Regions from separate parts of the Danio rerio genome. Here region 1 is linked to region 2. Evidence: chromatin contacts called from public HiChIP or PLAC-seq data. All regions are on one chromosome and are shown on one strand. The core of a region is the stretch at or near the end of the contact, and the rest is flanking DNA. Distances in the headings are between cores, read along the strand shown. Region 1 holds the start of acvr1l (activin A receptor, type 1 like). Region 2 holds the start of uggt1 (UDP-glucose glycoprotein glucosyltransferase 1).

Region 1 (3,683 bases), core at 655-3,154, 640 kb before region 2:
AATGCACTGCATAATAATAATTATCAAATAAAAAAGGGCTTCACGATAGCGCAGTGGATAGCAAAATCTCCTCACAGCAAGAAGGTCGCTGGTTCGAGCCTCGGCTGGGTCAGCTGGCATTTCTGTGTGGAGTTTGCATGTACTTTTTCTGTTCATGTAGGCTTCACCCGCAGTCCAAAGACAAGCGGTACAGGTGAATTGGGTAAGTTAAATTGCCCATAGTGAATGTGTGTAAATGAGAGTGTATGGATGTTTCCCAGTGAAGGCTTGCAGCTGGAAGGGCATCCGCTGCATAAAACATATGCTAGATAAGTTGGCGGTTCATTCTGCTATGGCGACCCCGGATTAATAAAGGGACTAAGCCGAAAAAGGAAATGAATGAAAGAATGAAACTTATTAGAAACTAAACATTTTTCAGAAGTATTAGACACATTACATATCGCAAGTTTATTGAGGTAAAGTTGGTTTTATATTCGTAGATTCTTTCAGAGACAACTTCTGACATCTTTATTTTTTGTACCATGGTACTTTAAATATTGGGTCTGAAATCACATTTAAGTATGACTTCAAAACAACATTAGCACTATTTAATTGACTTCAACAATATTGTACTTTGATAGTCATTTACTGCTAATATAATTTCCTTGTTTTTAATTTGTAAATAATACTTTTCTGAAATGTTATTAAGAAGAAAGTCTGAATGTGCAAATATATTACCACTTTACCTCAATCGTAAAATACATGTACAAGATACGCTTTAGCCAATGAAATAAGGTTAGCGTTGAACTGCTTACCAATAATAATATAAAGCGTAATTAAATAGGGTTCATTTAATAACTTTATTAACAGAAAAACGCTTTTGTGACTATTCCAGAACTGCCAATCATAGTGAATGAAGTATAGTTAGTTTTATATTCGTACATTCGTTTAGCGACAATTTCTGATATGCTCCCTTTATTTTTTGTACCATGGTAACGTTACTTTAAATATTTAGTCTGAAATCGCAATTATGTATGACTTCAACAATAATGTACTTTGATAGCCATTGGCTGCTAATATGATTTCCCTGTTTAGAATTTGTAAATAATACTTTTTCTGAAATGATATTATTAAAGAGAAAGTTTGACTGTGCGAATATAAAACCAACTTTAACTCAATCGTAAGATATATATACAAGATGTGATTTAGCCAGTAAAATAGCTTTGAACTGCATACCAATGACAATATAAATGGTAATTAAAAAGGATTTAATTAATAATTTAAATAACAGAAAAAAACGCTTTTGTGAACTGCCAATCATAATTTCTAAAATCCGCCGACATTAATTTCCAGTATTTGTGTGACTGTAGGAGACTGGGCACAGATAAAAGAAAGCTCTTATCGTCACGATCTAAATGAGTCACACAGTCAACAAAACAATCAAGATAACTGAGATGTAATGAAATTACATTGATGAATTGTAAGTGTAAACATTTTAAAGTTGCAGATTATTAACACGGGGCTCTTGTATTCAAGTAGGTGGACGACAATAACACTACAGATGATCAGCTTCAACAAACACAAGCCACTAGTTACATAGCAGATCTCTTAGAAAGCTCGATCCATGCGCAAACATCACAAAACAACATCAGAAACACAAAATAACACGCAAAAATCGACGCAGTGGAAATACCAGCGTAATGTTTGCAATATAACTATATAATAATCGGCCTGTTTGCAGCAGCTGTGCTAACAGTGCTAACAACGACCATACTTTACTCGCCGCATACACTTCCAGCAATCAAAGTCAAAACGGAGATCGCGTTTACCTTTAGCTGCAATGCAGATTCATGTTTGTGTTCAATTTCCGCAATATCACTCTTTTATTCGAAGTCGTGTTTTCAGCGCTGACAGACTGTCTGCCGCCACCCAGAGAGACTGAAAAGACTGCGCCGTGACGTCACCATAAACAAGTGACGCGCGAGAGCATTGTGGGATACCACGGTCCGCCGAAAGTGAGTACCTGCTGGATTATTTTACGGAACATTTCGTTTTTAGTCAACCTACATAAACAAATACCTTTGGCTTCAGTTCCAAGAAGCACGAAAATATCTGTATACAAGCACTTTTTGTAGGCAAAATCTGCTACTTAGACTCACTAGCCATAGCTAACCTTAGCTGCCACAGTCACTTTGTGATTAGAGTGAAAGATAATTAGTAAATTTAGACTAATTATACACAAATGAGTTTACTTTTAGAAATATGTTAGAATTTAACATTACAAGATACTGCACGATACACTAGTATCATATTTAGTGTTCAGAGTGACAAATTATTTGAAAAAATGCAGTTATGGAGCCCCATTGATTTGACTGTGAGCTACTGCATCTTAGGTCTAGACTTTAATTACAATATTTACATATTACATTTATATATTTACAGAAAATTAGTTTTTTTCTAAAAGAGTTTTTAAAGGATTGTGATGGTAAATATAATTTCAAATAATATCACAAATTAATAATTGAATTATGCAACGAAATTTTGTTATCCATAATCCATAATTTGTTATCCATGGTTTTACTACAATAAAAAATAACTAACCATCATTTTATAATGGTATTTTTAGAATGTGATTATATAAAGTGGTTATACAAGTTATGATCAAATGCACACAAAAAAGGTTGATGAACTTTCATTACAATTAAACCATGGTTCATTTTCAAAAGGTTTGGCAATAAAAAAGATCTCAATTTTATTGCTGTGTAGAAATTGAAGCCAAAGCATACCCGAAATGGCCACTGTCATCATTTATCATTTGTGCAGTTGTGACCACCTAACCTCATGCAGACTGAACTGCCAGTAGCCGACACATTTATCAGTGCATACCTGCCCATAACTCTAAAACACTCACCCACTGCATGGTTATTATTTATCTGGCTGTTTGTTTATTGTTTTGTGAATATATTTAGTCTTTTTTCATGCCTTTGTTGTAATAAAACAGGAATGCAGACACGAAAGCTCAGGCTAATGGGCTGTTTCTTTGTTAGTTTTAAATCAGTTTGGCACACAATAATAAAATTGATGTGATAAGGAATACAAATGTAGTCAGATTGCATTACTTTAAATGTGTAATCTAGATTACATTATGCAATTTCTAAGTAATCTACCCAACACTTGCATCCTCAAGTTGAACCCACCTATCATTAGCTCCCATATATGTTCATATAAATATCCATATTTCATAATTAATGTTAAAGATTGTTTTTGAAAATGACCTTTCATACAGTGGGTAACACAGCTCTAAGTGAAGTGAAATATCCTGCTAAGGCTTAAATCTGAAAGTGCACCATGTTTAAAACTATTGATTCATCTATAAAAGAGTCGGCTCATCTTGGTTCGAATGAACTGCCGCTGTAGCGAGTCTTTTGCCGTGTCGGCGTGACGTCGATATGAAACTCAAGCCCGTACAATTGTAGAATGCGCAGACCCGGGAAAATTGAACCCCCCCGGTCAAGTCCACACATACTTTAGAAAGAAAAAGACAAACACTGTAGCAGATCCCGGTTGAATCAAGTCGCATAGACGCTGTGCTCTAAAGTGTGAGGGAAAGTTAGTGTTATTTTCCCTACCCAAAGATGAGACTGTGAAGAGTCAGTGGTTGAATTTTAGTTTTGCAAAAATACCTCAGCATTATAGCACCAGCC
Region 2 (3,327 bases), core at 346-2,845:
TTCAGTGTCAGTCCAGTTTTCAGAGTTGAATTTCAGTTTAGTTCAGTTAAATGGTTTAATTTTCACTCCTGAAGAACAAATCCATCGATGTGCAGCTCCACAGTCCCAAAACAAACAAGCCAGTGGTGACAGTGGCAAGGAACAGACTTCACCAATTGACGAAAGTGAAGGAAAAAAACCTAGGGGGAAGCCAGGCTCAGGTGAGCTTGACCATTCCTCCTCTGGCCAAACTTCCTGTGCAGAGATGCAGTCTAGGCGCTGGAGGCTGGAGAACACTGAATGTTCATCGTGGAGATGCTGCAGGTGTGATTAGGTCACTGTCGAGTGATCAGTCCAGTGATAAATGCGAAGACTTGTCTGTCATTTCAGTCAAGTCACCTCAAATTTATTTATAGGCCTACAGCAATTAAAACATGGTAACAGTGTCAGCGTTTCTTTCTATTAGAATTACACCAGTTTCTGAGCAACTTTACCCAAGCAGTACGAGTCAGTGGGAGGAGCCACACCATATTACTGAAGGAGCGGATATCCTGACTGATGACCTGCAAATGACAACAAAGCATTTGAATGCTAAGCTCCTAATCAAGACTTCAGAAGAGGGAGTAGGAAATATCTAGTAGCATACTGAAGATAGCATAAAGCCTTGTGGAGACACTGACAGTGAAGAAGTTATTTTTCATCCACACTCCTGAAACAAGCTTATTAACTTTATTTTTGGCTGAATTTGTTTAAAATGTTTTCAAGAAATATTGTTGTGCTATAATTCTTTAGCAAAGCCCTAAACATTCATTAAACATGAAGGATTCTGATCAAACTGTACAATCGACCTAATGTGAATTCTGATTCAGTTTGACTTCAGATCTGCTTAGTGATTTAAAATAATATTTCACCCCAAAATTAATTTATTCATTATTTCCTCACCCTCAAGTTTTTCCTAACCTTTTTGAGTTTTTTATTCTGTTAAACACAAAAGGCAATTTTTTTTAGAAAGCTGAAATCTGGTTCAATGAGGTAAAACAACGGAAGTCTTATGTTTCAAGCTTTCTACAACATGTATATTTTTTTGTTTAACAAAGAAGAGTTTGTGTTTGACACTAGCCTAGATACCATATAAATTATGGGGGGCATTTACCCTTTCATAAGCAATTAATAAATTATTTAAATATAAAGGACGCACAAAAAGTCATCACACACAGTTGCGGGATGGAAATCAAATGAAAAGATGCTGCATTTTTTTTACCATGAGCTAAACGTATTATCGTTACATCCAGTTTCCATTCTCTCACGTTATATTAGAAACTCACGCGCTGTCTTGTTGAGCCAAAATGGCGCCTGTGAGGGATAAGCTGTCTAATGAATCGCCTGCGACAAAAAGCACTTAAGTAACACGTGTGTTTTCCCCCCTTAGCTAAATTCCTGACATATATTTTAATATGTTGCAAAATATTGCGTACTTGTATTTTTTTTTGAATATATAATATTAAAGATGATTTCTCGCATGCTTAATATTGTATTTCTAAAAAGGCACGGAGAAGAGGACCCACACATGAACCATAGCATGGGCCACTTATACCGTCCAAACATGGCAACTCACGAAGCAGATTCCGAAGCCGGTGTTGGTATGATTCCTCGCTTTTACCTCCTCATAATTCTGCCGCGTTGCATTTGTTGCAACAATAGTGTGTGTGAATACATCACTTCGAGCATTTTGCATCTGGGTTGAAGAAAAATGCATGCATCAGTCATGATTGCACAGTTATAAGTCCTATACTGCTAATTCGCTACTAAGAAAAGTGAGCTCATTTAAACTCTTCTTTCTATTTAAGAAGTATTTTATGGATGTTCTGTATTTGACAAAGACACGCTATAGTATTGAAACACCCTTTAATGTGTAAAACGTTTAGCAGTCGTTCGTTATGATTAAGTAGAGTAGATAATACGAAATCAGTTGCTTTACTGCATTTTAAGCGCCAGCTTCAGGTAATTAAAATTTCATTCATCCTAGTAAAAACCATGCTTTGAGAGAATTAGTTATAATGCAGGAAGTTAAAGAGAACCCGGAACTTGCGTTCGATAAGATCTCTGATTGGATGAAGCTAATCTCGATGTCCACGCTGAGCGCTCTGATTGGCTCAGAGTCAACTCGCGCTGTCCTCTCCAATCTGTCAAACGAAGTGAAATACAAACAAGCAGAAACGTATGAATGATATGCTCAATTACTGCGTTATTTACATGCCCTACGTTTGTATTTTTACGTCTTTATGTTTTATAGTGACGTATTTAATTCAGTAAAGTGAAAATAGGACTCTTTCAAAGTTTCTTTCACTTTCTTTTCCATATTTGAAGCGTTTACCTTCTTCAGCGTCTATGGCGTTATTGTAGTTACATTTCTCCTCTAGCAAAAACGCGACTAAACTGTCTCACTTTCTCAGGATTTTGTGGAAAGATGTGGCTGTTTTGTGCTGCACTGCTGGCTCTGGGCTCTGTCGACTCTGTCAATGGGGACTCAAAAGCAGTTACAACGACACTGACTACTAAATGGCCCTCGACACCTCTCCTGTTGGAAGCCAGGTTAGCTTCAATGCACGTTGCATGACCAAACAATGTTTACCTCCACATTATATGATGCCATAATATTCTACAGTTTGTTCCCTGCGTAAGACATTCAGGACAGGCTACAGTTTGCAAACAGTATAAGATGATTTGTACTTTACAGCGAGTTCCTTGCCGAGGAGAGTCAGGACAAGTTCTGGGCCTTTGTGGAAGCCAACCAGAACATTGAGAATGATCATGATGGTAATATTTGATCTTTTCATTTCATATTTTAGACATGCTGATGCCTGTCAGTATGATATTTGTTATGCTGTTATTACTCTAATGTGTAAAATGTTGTGTGTTTAATTGCATAATTTTCTGTGTAGTAAGTTAATATTATATGGGCTGCATTTATTTATTGCAGATCATTTGCAACAATCTTAATTTAACTTTATTTATTTTACTCATTTATTTTATGGTTAAGATTTGCAGCGTTTTTGCTTGGTGGAATTATATGGATGCAGTGTTTGCACTGAAGATTCATTCTTTCATGCTTTAATGCAAGAAACACACATTTATGCAATTTAAAAAAAATACTTTAAATAGAATGCATAATATAATACAAGGACCTTTTCAAAGTATGTCTGATAATATTATTTCTTCAGGAGAAAGTCTTTTTTTCCAGCTAGAATAAAAGCAGTTTTTCATTTCTTAAAAAAAAACATTTTAGAGGCAAAATTATTAGCCCCTTTAAGCTAGTTTTTCTCGATAGTCTACAGAACAAACTATGCT

Evidence for each region. HiChIP or PLAC-seq counts read pairs in DNA pulled down with a chosen protein or histone mark.
Region 1: an H3K4me3 HiChIP or PLAC-seq map of embryo shows a contact between it and region 2, with 8 times the contacts expected there. The contact joins the promoter of acvr1l here to the promoter of uggt1 in region 2.

The regions. Positions count from the first base shown.
Region 1 is chr2:44,574,078-44,577,760 of GRCz12tu, reverse strand. It overlaps acvr1l (activin A receptor, type 1 like), which reads right to left and starts at 1,904. Exons shown (of 11, transcript NM_131345.1): 1 at 1,809-1,904.
Region 2 is chr2:43,929,149-43,932,475 of GRCz12tu, reverse strand. uggt1 (UDP-glucose glycoprotein glucosyltransferase 1) reads left to right here and starts at 1,595. Exons shown (of 40, transcript NM_001077534.1): 1 at 1,595-1,619; 2 at 2,433-2,571; 3 at 2,717-2,796. The coding sequence starts at 2,447.